2 separate regions of the Hordeum vulgare genome follow, and region 2 is linked to region 1. A link is a contact called in public Hi-C data. All regions are on one chromosome and are shown on one strand. Each heading gives the region's core, a stretch centred on a gene start, on an enhancer-like site or on the middle of the called end of the contact. The rest is flanking DNA. Distances are from core to core; before and after follow the strand shown.

The links. A called contact is a pair of places that touch in the nucleus more often than the background predicts.
Region 2: a contact with region 1 is called in a Hi-C map of leaf, with 2.8 times the contacts expected there. The contact joins the promoter of LOC123429718 here to the promoter of LOC123425730 in region 1. A contact is called at or near these places in 2 of 6 Hi-C or Micro-C datasets (leaf and seedling).

Annotation. Positions count from the first base shown.
Region 1 is chr2H:107,841,555-107,847,558 of MorexV3_pseudomolecules_assembly, forward strand. It overlaps LOC123425730, which reads left to right and starts at 2,320. Exons shown (of 3, transcript XM_045109440.1): 1 at 2,320-2,446; 2 at 3,191-3,307; 3 at 3,433-4,053. The coding sequence starts at 2,320. The coding sequence ends at 3,593. It overlaps LOC123425384 (loricrin-like), which reads right to left. Exons shown (of 7, transcript XM_045109077.1): 6 at 4,993-5,097; 7 at 4,424-4,710. The coding sequence ends at 5,013.
Region 2 is chr2H:108,700,173-108,706,176 of MorexV3_pseudomolecules_assembly, forward strand. It overlaps LOC123429718 (nuclear transport factor 2-like), which reads right to left and starts at 3,501. Exons shown (of 10, transcript XM_045113725.1): 1 at 3,410-3,501; 2 at 784-833; 3 at 560-697. The coding sequence starts at 831. It also overlaps the pseudogene LOC123429719.

The DNA of each region.
Region 1 (6,004 bases), core at 1,070-3,569:
ATATGGGAGTAGCTCATGGCAACTTCCTAATGCTACACCTACGTAGCTATCATACATAGACTAACGTAATGGCTTAGGTAGTGTTCTTTAATTTGAGGGAATTAGAGAAGGGGCCCCACCCAGTTGAAATCAGGGGGCCGGAGGGATTAGTAGTTAGTTAAGTTACATAGGTTTATGTAGATTTTTACGTAAGTGTAGCACGGTATCCTTGGGTAACATATGTGAACTTACATTGTGCACTCAGTTGGGCAAACAGCCTGATAACATCTACAGTATTTTTCATCTTGATATAATTTATATCTATACCTCTATATCTATATCTATATCTATATCTATACACCTACTAATAAAGCAAGGATAAATTCTACCCCTATGTCGTTAAATTTGCCTCTGTAGTTGGTATAAATTACCTACCATGCCACCGATAAATGGATAAAAAAACGATTCGTTTTTTCTCTTGACAATTCACCGTCGGATTTATGTTACCTTGCGTGAGCCCTGTTATATTACGGACAACCGGAAGAACTGGGTTCGAATCCCAACTTCCACCTTTTCTTCATTTTCTCTTTAAGCTGAACGTTTTGATCAAAAAAAAGGTTGTTTCTTATTTTAAATAGTCCCATCTCGCCTTCTTACATCTAATGCACCCAATTTATATAGGCTTTTCAGTTTCCTGCTTATCAAGGACCCATCATGGAATCAATAAGCAAAGGCTGAGAATAGAGTTTAAATTAAAGAACGGAATCCATGACACATGCACATTGCACCATTCTATACATGGTCATCAAAAGTATGGAAGGAATTGAATCCAGAGAATTCTCTTATAAAAGACGCTAGGTTCGTAGGATCATAAGATCTGATGTTGGGAGATGCATGCGGTCATTTTATTGATTATTCTCGAGGACCTTACAAAGCAGTACAACAATACGACTGAATCTCTTCCAAATATTTTTACGAATACGCTTTTTTGACATTGAAGTACGTTTTTTTGGAACTGCCATTCAAAAAGGAAATTACTTTTTTCTAGTTGTATGTGAAAGACATCTATTGCTGCAAATCAATCCTTCTTTCTTGTTTTTATGTCGTTACTCTTATCCATATGATGAAGGGGTGCAAGCTGGACCAGCCTTGCAGGTGCCTCCGCCGGCCCGACCAGGCTGGCCAGGCTGGACCCGCACGCCGAACAGGGGAGGAGGGGAGGCGCCAGATCGCGCGCACCGGCCACCGCAAAAGCCGCCGCCGGACGCCAACGACCACCGGATCCCGCCGCCCGCGCGGCCAAGGCGCCGGATCCACCTCCCGCACGGCTACTAGCCTGCCGTGCCTCGCCAATGGAGCCGCCGCTCTAGATCCAGGACTCCGCATGCAGAGGCAGGGCAGCCTAGGCCCCGCCGCCACCATCCTTGGCGCCAGGGGGAGGCGGCTAGGGTTGGGAGGGAGGGAGGGAGACGTGCGTGAGAGTCAGGAAGTATATCGGCTATGTATGCAATGGCAGGGCCTCAGGTGACAATTGTTAACCTATATAGTGCAGGTTCTAGGTTTGTTATACTGAATATGGCTACTGTTCTTGATCATATCATCTTATATCCTATATATGCAAATCAGGCTTTAGGCCACTGGAATTTCACTAATGTTTTTCATTTAGGAAGAGTAGATTGATCCAGTATCAGGTGTAGCATAGTGAACACATTGTCTACCTGCACAGAGATAGTACCAAGCATGATCTTTGGTTTGCCATGTATGACACACTGCAGAGTTATTTTTATTAAGTTGGCATTAGTAATTTTGCATTTTACATGGTTCATGTGCAAGTTACACGTCTGTCGAATAATACTAATAGTAAGTTTATAACGCTGGCCCTGGATCTACTTCCTTGTGGAATCAGGTGTGCGTCGTCCATGGTGGCCGTCGTGTGTGTTGGAGGGCGACCGGAGGTGGCTGCAGAAGTGCGCGTCGTCCGTGGTGGCCCATCATGGGCGTTGGAGGGTGACCGTAAGAGGCTGCAGCAGGCCGGTGTCCGTGGTGGCGAGCACGGCCTCCGCTGCCGGGTGCACAGTGAGGCGCTCGAGGGGTAGGCCCGCTTGCGGCGCAGGGCTTGTCGTGTGTCCCAGCAGGGCACCCGAGGCAGCTGTAGCAGGCCTCTGAGTCTGGTTGATTTCAACACGTCAAGGTGACACACAATATTGCATGTTATGTACTCTTCTTACACTTCCTGCCATTGTTTACTACTAACTATTGTCACTATCCACATTTGAACCTTTTTAGTGTGACGGTCACATCGCACTCTGCAATCCACTCAATTAATTGAATAACCCGCCGATGACAGCCACTTCTTACATGCCAAAGTTATTTTCGATACCGATGGCACATTCAACAAAGGAAGGAGATGAGGGAGAAAGAGAGAGCAAAGAGGAGAGGGAGGTGCAGCGGCGGATGCATGTTCCTCGTGAGCTCCTTCCATTCATTTGCTTCCCTCTGTGTACTTTTGATTTGGTTGTGAGATTGTACTCCATGGTGCTTGCCGGTCCGTGTGTAATTTATTTCGTCTCAACCAAACATAACATGAGGTGCGATTTTTTGCTAGGTATGCTTCTCCCTACCGTCAACTCCTTCTGATTACTCATATAGATATATTTTTCTCATTTTTACTGATGTCCTTTTCTTGCCATATTTTTGGGTGTTCCTTCCTACAACCATATTGACCATTTTCTTTGGATAGCGTAATTCAACTCAGAAAGAACACATAATTTGAGACTGTTTTTGTCCTTCCTACGATCTGTTCAAGTCGATCATTCTTTTCTTTTCTTTTTTTTGCCTGTCATTTTTTAATTTGCTTTGGCAGTGTATTTGGGTTATTTCTTTCTCTGGAGCTTGGGGATATCGGTTGTCTTGTTGGTTCTTTTTACTAGCAGTCGTTCCTTTTCAGTATATGGGAGAGATTACTAGCTTACATATATAGTTTAGTTATTAAGTTTCTAAATAAGTTCAGCCTCAGAGTACAGATTTTGTATTTGTTGCTTATTTAATCAATTGAGATATATTCTCTCCGTTCCGTACAGTATGTTGCATTTAACTTGGAAATTGTGTGCTTATTTCAATACTGGAATGTGACTTTTGCTTGCCGATAGTTTCAGTTGTGGCGTAGTTGCCTACTACTCAAAATGATTTTATATTGTATCATAAATTTCAGGAACTGTATTACAACAGATCATTGGCATTGCAGCTTCAGTGGACATGTATGCTGAATATCCCCTCACTGGACAAGATTGGATTTTAGTGTATACAAGCCCTCCTCTCAGCTGCTCAGGTAGTTCTTCTTTCTCATTATCAATATATAAGTTGGTCACAAAAATTCCACTTTTTCTTTTTGTGGTCAGTACCAGAACCATGTTAGCTTCTGATTGGACCCTTGCTGATCCATTTCAACCACAGTATCAAAACCCAAGTTGGTACAACACCACTTTGTAGTTTTGTACCAGAACCTAGAACCCAGGTCCGGATTCACCCAGAAGTACAACCGAAGACGCGGTCGGCTGCCTGCTGGTCTGGAAACTACACAATATCTTTGGAACCCACTATCCTCTAATGCATGAATCTTTGTGCTCAGTCGGGCTACAACTAATATTTGATCATTTCATCTTATTCTATAATGCAAACAACCTGTTTTTTCATCGCGAGAAAGAACATTAAGAAAATTTTGCTCATTCTATTGTAGCAATAGAGACTGCATGAATAACAGTACCGTGTTTGGCTATTTGTTCTTGTGGCTTCCTGGCCATGGGCGCTTTACTGCTTTGTTCCAAAAAAAAACCTGCTATTTTTGTTCTGCTGGTACAGCTACTCTTTGGCTGGGACATTTTTGCTTGGAGTAACATAAATGAACCTAAAATTTCTTAATATTTTATATCACTTTTTGTATCGATGTCTTGTGCACGCCATCTGGATACTTCAAAAGTATTTACCCTGCTTTCCTTTGATTTGAGTTGTCTTTATGTCAAGGACTATTTGTTTTAATAGATTTAATATCTAAAGTGTCATAATTAATTTTATTTTGATGGCATGTCTTCCATGGTATAAAGACATATTGTAAGAGCTCATGGTACATAGTGATGGTTGGTCTCTAACTCAATCCCAGAATAGTATAATTTACTTTTCCCCAGCCTCTACAAATAGAACAGGCAAGAGTATTCTTCCTACACCCAGGTGGGAGTTTTGACTTCAAATTCTTATTAGTGAAGTTGTGAGGATATAAACCTGACGTGATGAAACTGATATGAAGAGAGAACAACAATTGTACGCAAGCAAGAACTATGTGACATGAATGTAGGCTTCTTTTTTCTTTAAATGGGCTGCAACAAACTCAGTTAGCAGGTAATAAAATGCCACCCATGCACAAGCAGAAAGATGCCCATCACTCACAATATAACAAATCATCAATATTGCTATGCACACGGCAAATCATTACCAAAGTAACATAGCAAAGGCCTAAATTAGATAAGCTTCATCCATGCAGATGTGAGAAAAAATTATGGAGTCTGATTACTGCTACTATATGCAATTCGTTCAAATTAGAGAACAAGGAAACTGAATTTGTTTATTAATCCCACTACTACTGTATGAAATTAGTTATACTTATATAAGTTGGGAGGGAGAGTGTTGTGCTCAGCTATGTGAGACGCCCCAGGTTCTCACAATGAAGATGAGTGCACACTGCACACAAAACATAAATTTGTCATTAGTTGATTTTGTAAATGAGCTGCTCGCTTTCAGAACGACTTGACCTGCTGTACACATTTCTGCGGTGATATAGATCGCAATTGTGCTAATAAGAACAAGTTAATTTATGAGGGGTCTCAAAATTTTAAACAAAAGTGCAATATTTTGATCTTGAGAAGAACATGACAGCACCTCAGATTAAACAACCAGTATATATCTACTTATTAGCGTCATGATGTAATCAGATAAAGGTATATATATTAAACTGGCACATACACATGCTTACAATGCTTGGCTCACCAATGCTTTTTGCGCCATGGGCGCAACGGGTCATCTAGTATAAAGAAGGCAAGCTGTCCAGCATATGCACGTTGCACCATTCTACATGATCAAAGAAAGAAGGAAATGAATAGAGTCGGAATATCTAAGGAACAAAAGATGCCCAGTCCTATTTAAAGGGATCAAATGGGTCATGCACGTTGCACGCTCATTCTATACATGTATAAAATCAAAGGAGGATTAACCAGGGAGAAAATTACATGCACGGTTAATTGGTAGTGGGTTAGCTCTCAATAGTATAAGGGTCTGCATATATTTTGGAAGCTTTTTAACTACGTCTTCAAAATTTAATCAATGGCATTGAATTACTCCCTCCGTCACGGTTTAGAAGGCACGCTTGGAAAATCTCTGGGACCAAGGTAGTCATCGATTGGTTGTGAGATGTAGCAGGTGTAAATGCTAATGCGCCTAATCAACTGAGAAAATACTAGTACTAATGTGTGAGTAGCAAATTGGAAGGGCGCATGCAAGAGTAGTACTAGTACTAATTAATAGGAGTAATTGCTTTCGCGCCTTAAACCTTGTCTATTTTGGAAACGCACGCAAGTTTAACTGTGCCTTCTAAACCGTGACGGAGGGAGTACATATTGATCAATTCTCTCAGGTCAAAAGATGAACTGATTGCATACTTAATTTTAGTGCTACTTCCAAAATGGGTTGCTTTAGCCAATTGAGATGAAAAAAAGTTACGACACTTATCTTAATAACTTCAACAATACTAAGTACATTAAATTTTACTATAACCGGTTATCTCGCATTCTGGTCTTTACTCAATAGCGAAACACGGCATGCAAGTCAAATAATGCATATATTTTCACTTGCAGAAAAAAAAATAACCTACGCATTTGTTTGACTTTTTTGCAAAGATGGTCTTCAAACAACAATTCTTCTTGATGTTTGGGATATTTTACCATACTTAGTAGTAGTTTTAGGAAATAATAGTGATTGT
Region 2 (6,004 bases), core at 2,251-4,750, 860 kb after region 1:
CTGATTACAATACACATTAGACAAATTAAATGAGAGATGCTGGAAAACTATACTGCAGGCAAATGATATTACATGGATGATTCTTAATAAACATTACCTACATAACATATTTGCATGCGCATCCCTTTCGCAAATCAATACGTGTAGCCTATAGATTTGATTAATTGCACAATAGCACCACTACAGCTACTACTACCTGCCCAACTTACAGTAAAAGTTCGCTCTGCGTAGGACACCACATGCTAGAACATCGAAGTAGTATCCCATTGTGAATTACCACGCCAAAACAGCCTGATGACCCCAACATGCTAGCAAAATCTATAACTGATGGCAGACCATCTACCCTTATACAAGCTAGCTGCTGTTTGTCCTCAATCTATTCTAATTTTAAGTGACAAATCGTACAAGTGGAGTCCATCAACAGCATGGATGAAAATCAAGCTCTGAAGTATAAAGTAAGTGAACAAGTGTGCTCTGAATTCAAGTGTCCACCTAATCACGTTTAATTATACATCATATGCATAATAGTAAGATCATAGATGTACTGCAAAGAACTTACATCCATAGTGGTTATAGATGCCAATGCACCATCAGAATCTGGTCGACCAAGGATACTTTCATCATGATAGAACTTATGGACATGCTCTGGTGACCCATTCAAAACTCTGTAGTATTGTTGAGCAAACGCATTCCCAATCTGTCAGCAAGACCAATCATGTTTAGCAATAGTCCTATTATTCTACATTCTATATTAATAATAAATAAAATGGAGGAAAACGGTACCACATTGGGATGAGGAGGGCCAAACAAATTCCCAGTTGGCATAGACATTGCTGCACAATAGATGACACTGATCAGTATCTAATGTTTTGAGGTGGATGGATATTGTGTGACGATCGAGCTGCATAAAAATGATGTAGCTATTCAAAAGCTATAGTTAATCACAAAGGTTCACAGTAAATTGTAAACGTTGTTGCGAGAAAACAAATTGTTGCCACAAATGAATATACAGTAATTGGCTGAGCAACCACCTATAAGACCGTACAGTTTCCGAACAACCAAACCATTTGCAAACAACTATCAACAACTCGGTAGCACAGTGGCCTTTGTCCATCAATGGATGGATGCTCACTCATATTTCACGAATTAATAGCACAAGTTATTTAGCATGCATATATCAGTATTTATTTATTTTTTTGAATTTTTTGAATATATTAATCAGAGGGCAAAAGCCCAGATGATTACAGGCGCATAGGAGGCACCACAAAGAGTTTTACATCAAGGATTCAGAGAGAGTGATGGGGGGAGTAGTGACACCCCCCATCAACCAGACTACATATATCAGTATCACTGTAGCCACAAACAATCGGTACAAATGTAGCACAATGAAACTATCAGATTGGCGAAATTTGGATACAACAATTGGGACTTGGACTCACAATTGTCTCCCCAATTTCTCACAATCATCGTATAAAATAATACCCATTTATTCAGCAGACCCGTCAACATTGGAGATAAAACAAACCATCAGAAAAGCTACTCCCTCCGATCCATATTACTTGTCTTACATACATCCGTAGCTAGACAAACGTAAGACTAGTAATATGGATCCGAGGGAGTAGCTTTAATCGCTTTCTGCAAAGGAAAATTAACTACCGTACAGAGCAAACATCCATATAAAAAGAACAACTCACAATAAGAAAATGATTGAAATTTCAGAATTGAAACAGTGAACTACTCCCTCCGTTCCTAAATATAAGTCTTTTAAGAGTTTTCACTATGAGACTACATACGGATGTACATAGACATACTTTAGAGTATAGATTAACTCATTTTGCTTCGTATGTAGTCACTTAGTGAAATCTCTTAAAAGACTTATATTTAGGAACGGAGGGAGTAGCTAACAAAATGAACAAAATACACATCGAACCATCCGCCATACCAGCCGCACAGAAGCCTATTGCATTGCAAAAAAAAAAACATGTTCCATGAGGCAAAAGCACTACTAAATGTCTGCAGCTCAGTGCCATGAAACACTCCCACCAAAATTCTGAAACCACACAAGAATCATAAGCTACCTATCTAATGGCCACAGCAAAAATTGCATTAGATTCGCAGTGCTGGGCTGTTGATACTCCAAACCAGTCAACAGCCAACATTAGTTTAATAACGACTGAGAATATAGACAAATAAAGGTGAGAATTTCACACAAAAAACGGACATTAAGTAAACACCAGTAGGCAACCCATAAAATAAGTCAATATTGTCATCAAAAGGGGGCCTTTCCTTCACCCAAGCACATAAACCACATGAAAGCCTGTCCACATACCCTACAGCAACCCAACCGAGCAAGCCAAGTCGATCAGGCTGAAAGCGTAAAATAGGAACTTGGAACAATGACAATAACTATCGGTCCCAGATATAACTCAATGATAATAACTATCAGATTGAGAACATCTGGATACAGCAATTGGAACTTGAGCTCATAATTGTTTTCCTAATTTCTCCCAATCATCACACAAAACAATAACCATTTATTCAGCAGACTCGACCTGAGCTTATCAACATTGGAAATAAAAAGAAATCAACAGAAAAGCTAGCTATAACCTCTTTGTGTAAAGGAAAATCAACCACCGTACAGAGTAACATCCATATAGTAGAAACAACTCACAGTAGTAAAATGACTGAAATTTCAGAACCGAAACAGTAAACTAGCTAACGAAATGCACAAACTGCACATCAAACCATCCACTAGACCCGCTGCAGATGTGTTATTGCATTGCAAAGACAAAAAATGTCCCACGATGCAAAAGCAATACTCCTACTAAACGTCTGCAGCTCAGTAGAAACACACCCACCAAGATTCTGAAACTACACAAAACACATAACTTGATAAGCTACCTGCTACCTAATGGGCACAGAAAAAAATGCATTGGATTTGCAGCACTAGGCTGCCCTGATAACCAGTCAACGGCCGACACTAGTTTGATAACGACGGAGAATCTAGACGATTAAAGATCACAATTTCGCACACAAAGACACCATTGCGTAAACCCCAGCCAGCAACCCACGAAATACGTCGATTTTGTCGTGAAAAGGAGGCCCTTTCCTTCACCCGAGCACACAAACCACAAGAAAGCTTGCACGCGACCGCAACGGAGAATAACCCGGCGCTAATCCCCAGACGACGACGCAGTTCAAACCCCGAATCCGCCCAAGCCCGCAGCATTACCCCGCATGGAACCCGATCCCCCGCGCAGACCGACGAGACCCGCGAGCCGCGCCGCGACGAGGACGAGCGCGCGCGCAAGGGGCAAAACGAGAGCCGGCCGAACGGAACGGAAAAACGTAAAACAGGAGGGATCGAGAGGCGCGCGCGCGCGGAGAGGGAGAGGGACAGGAGTACCACCTTCCGGACCGAGCGCGGGCCGACGGCCGACGGCGACGGGAGGGCGGGCAAACCCTAGCGGAGCGGCCGGGCGGCGCGGGTGGCGGGCGGGGCAGTTGGAGCCGATCGAGGAGGCGGGGCGAGAGAGAGAGGGAGAGGAAAGGACGGAGGGAGGAGGCGGAAGGGGTTTATAACGGGAAGGGTTTTTCGGGGGTGGAGGGGTCGCGAATGTTCCCGCTGTGTCTCACTGGCTTCTGGGCCCTCACTCGCCAGCTTGCGGCCGGGCTGCGGCTGGGCTCCGTCGGTCCGACCCACGAGTCCGTCCGACCGACCGACCGACCCATTTGTGGCTCCGACCCCGACGCTGTTCGTCTTTGTTTTCGTTTTCTTTAGAAGAGCCCTCCTTTTCGGCGCGGCGGCGGCGCTCCCCACCCTCGCTCTTGACGGCGGCGCGGCGGCCATCCACCTGACCCTCCGCGTGCTCCGCACCCGCTTCTCCACCACCAGGCCCGTACGTCCTCTTCTGCTCTCCTGGGTGGCGTAGCCCGTGCTCTGGCCTGCACCCCTCCAATCCGCCGCCGGAGCCGTTAGCTTAGCGTCGCCGCCGACGCCACACACCTCTCATGCGCGTCGCTTCCATCGCCGCCCGCCCCCGTTCTGTCTCGTCGCGGCATCGCGCCGCCACTCCGTCCGCAGTATTGGACATTGGTGTTCGAGGTATGATGAGCTTTTAGTCATCCAGTGATTCCTTCAAGAAATTAGTCATCCAGTGATATGAATGGTTAAGCCCGAACTAATGAGCCTCCGAAATGGTGTGCCGGTGACCACCATTTTAGCCTCAGTACCCTAACCTGCAACTGGTACAAGCTTTATACATGTACATCTGTGGATTAGCATGGTCTCATTTATTGATGTTATTTAGCAGTCTGTTCCTTGGGTCAGGATGCACCCCGGAAGCGTCGAATGGAGAGATGTGGGGTTGATGATGATAGTGCTGACGAGGGCATTGGTTCCAACATTGCTTTAGGTGCAGAGGCTGGTAAGGAACCTACCCAAGACAGAGAACCGCAGTAAGGACAGGAAGCAAAAGAGGTCTAAGGAGAATCACAATAAGGGTTTCAAGAAAAAGAAGGCGGACGCGTTGGAAGCCAAGCAGAATCAAGAGACAGAGGAGATGAGGCGGCTGGAGAGTTCACTGTTTGGGCCGATCTATGCGCCACTGAATTTGGGGCTGTGTTGTCGGATCATGGCAGGGATGGTCCTTTGTTCTTCATGAATCGGTCTGCCGGTAACGGTGTTCATGAGGAGAGCTTCTGCAGTGAAGTCGATGAAAATGAGATGGTCAATTAGGGGAGGAAGCCTGCGTGGGTAGATGACGAGGAGGAGAAGACTGAGGTGGACATCTTAAAGGTTGCAAGATTGAGGAAGTTGAGAAAGGAGGCTGATGAGCGTGTGATCTCGGGCAAAGAGTATGAAGCTAGGTTGCACGGTCACCATGCCAAGTTGAACCCCTTCACTGGCTGGGCAGATATGAACAGTAAAGCTCCTCTCCCTGGGGTGTACGATGATGAATTCGGCGAGGACAGCGGAGTCGACCATATTCTTCGGGACGACGATGGGCTTGTTGTCAAGGGTGTTGTAAGCTTCTACCTGGCATATTGGACTTCTCAAGGCTTGTTGATGCTTGATGGTAATGTGTAGGAGCCATCCAGTGGCCCTATCAATTCCGTGCAGTTTCACAGGAATGGACTGCTGATGCTTGTTGCAGGTCTGGATAAATGTCTGAGATTTTTCCAGATTGACTGTAAGAGAAACCCCAAGATCCAGAGCATATTCGTTGAGGATTGTCCTGTTCACAAGGCATCATTTCTACCTGATGGCTCTGAAGTGATCCAATCAGGCAGGAGGAAGTTCTTCTACTCATTTGATCTGGTGAAAGCTGCTGTTAGTAAGACTGGACCCTTGAACGGCCGTGATGAGAAAAGCCTGGAAAACTTTGAGATATCACCTGACTCAAAAACCATTGCATTTGTTAGTAACGAGGGGTATATTCTCTTGATATCTTCCAAAACAAAGCAGCTCATTGGAACCCTCAAGATGAATGGAAACGTGCTCACAAAGTTTTGGATATCCAATCTGCTGTCACTTTGATTTTCTCTCCATGTGCACCACATGTGTGCAGTACATTCAACTTCTTGATGCAGAATGTGTTCTCATGAGCAATTTTTGATGCAGTCATGTAGAATGGACATCCACTTTCCCTTTCCATGCACCACACTATGATCCTATCTTTACAGTTCCTGTGGTAATGAAAATTTCTAAGTTTCCTAATATGATAGTTCCTAAGGGCTCTTCTAAACTAATACACATTAGTAAAGCACAATTTCAAGCAGAGTTCCTCATGAGCATTTGGCCTTGTCTCATCATACCACTTCCTAGTCTTATCCCTCCTGGCTTGGCTCTTTCTTCCACAAGGAAGTGGTATAGCTTCTATACCAGCCTCTTCATCTGAATCACTTATGCCATAGTCTCTAGGGAAACATCCCGAATCATTAGATGGAGTGAAATCAGGAATGACCTTTGTCTCAGCCTGTTTGTGAGATCTTGTAGTTGGTC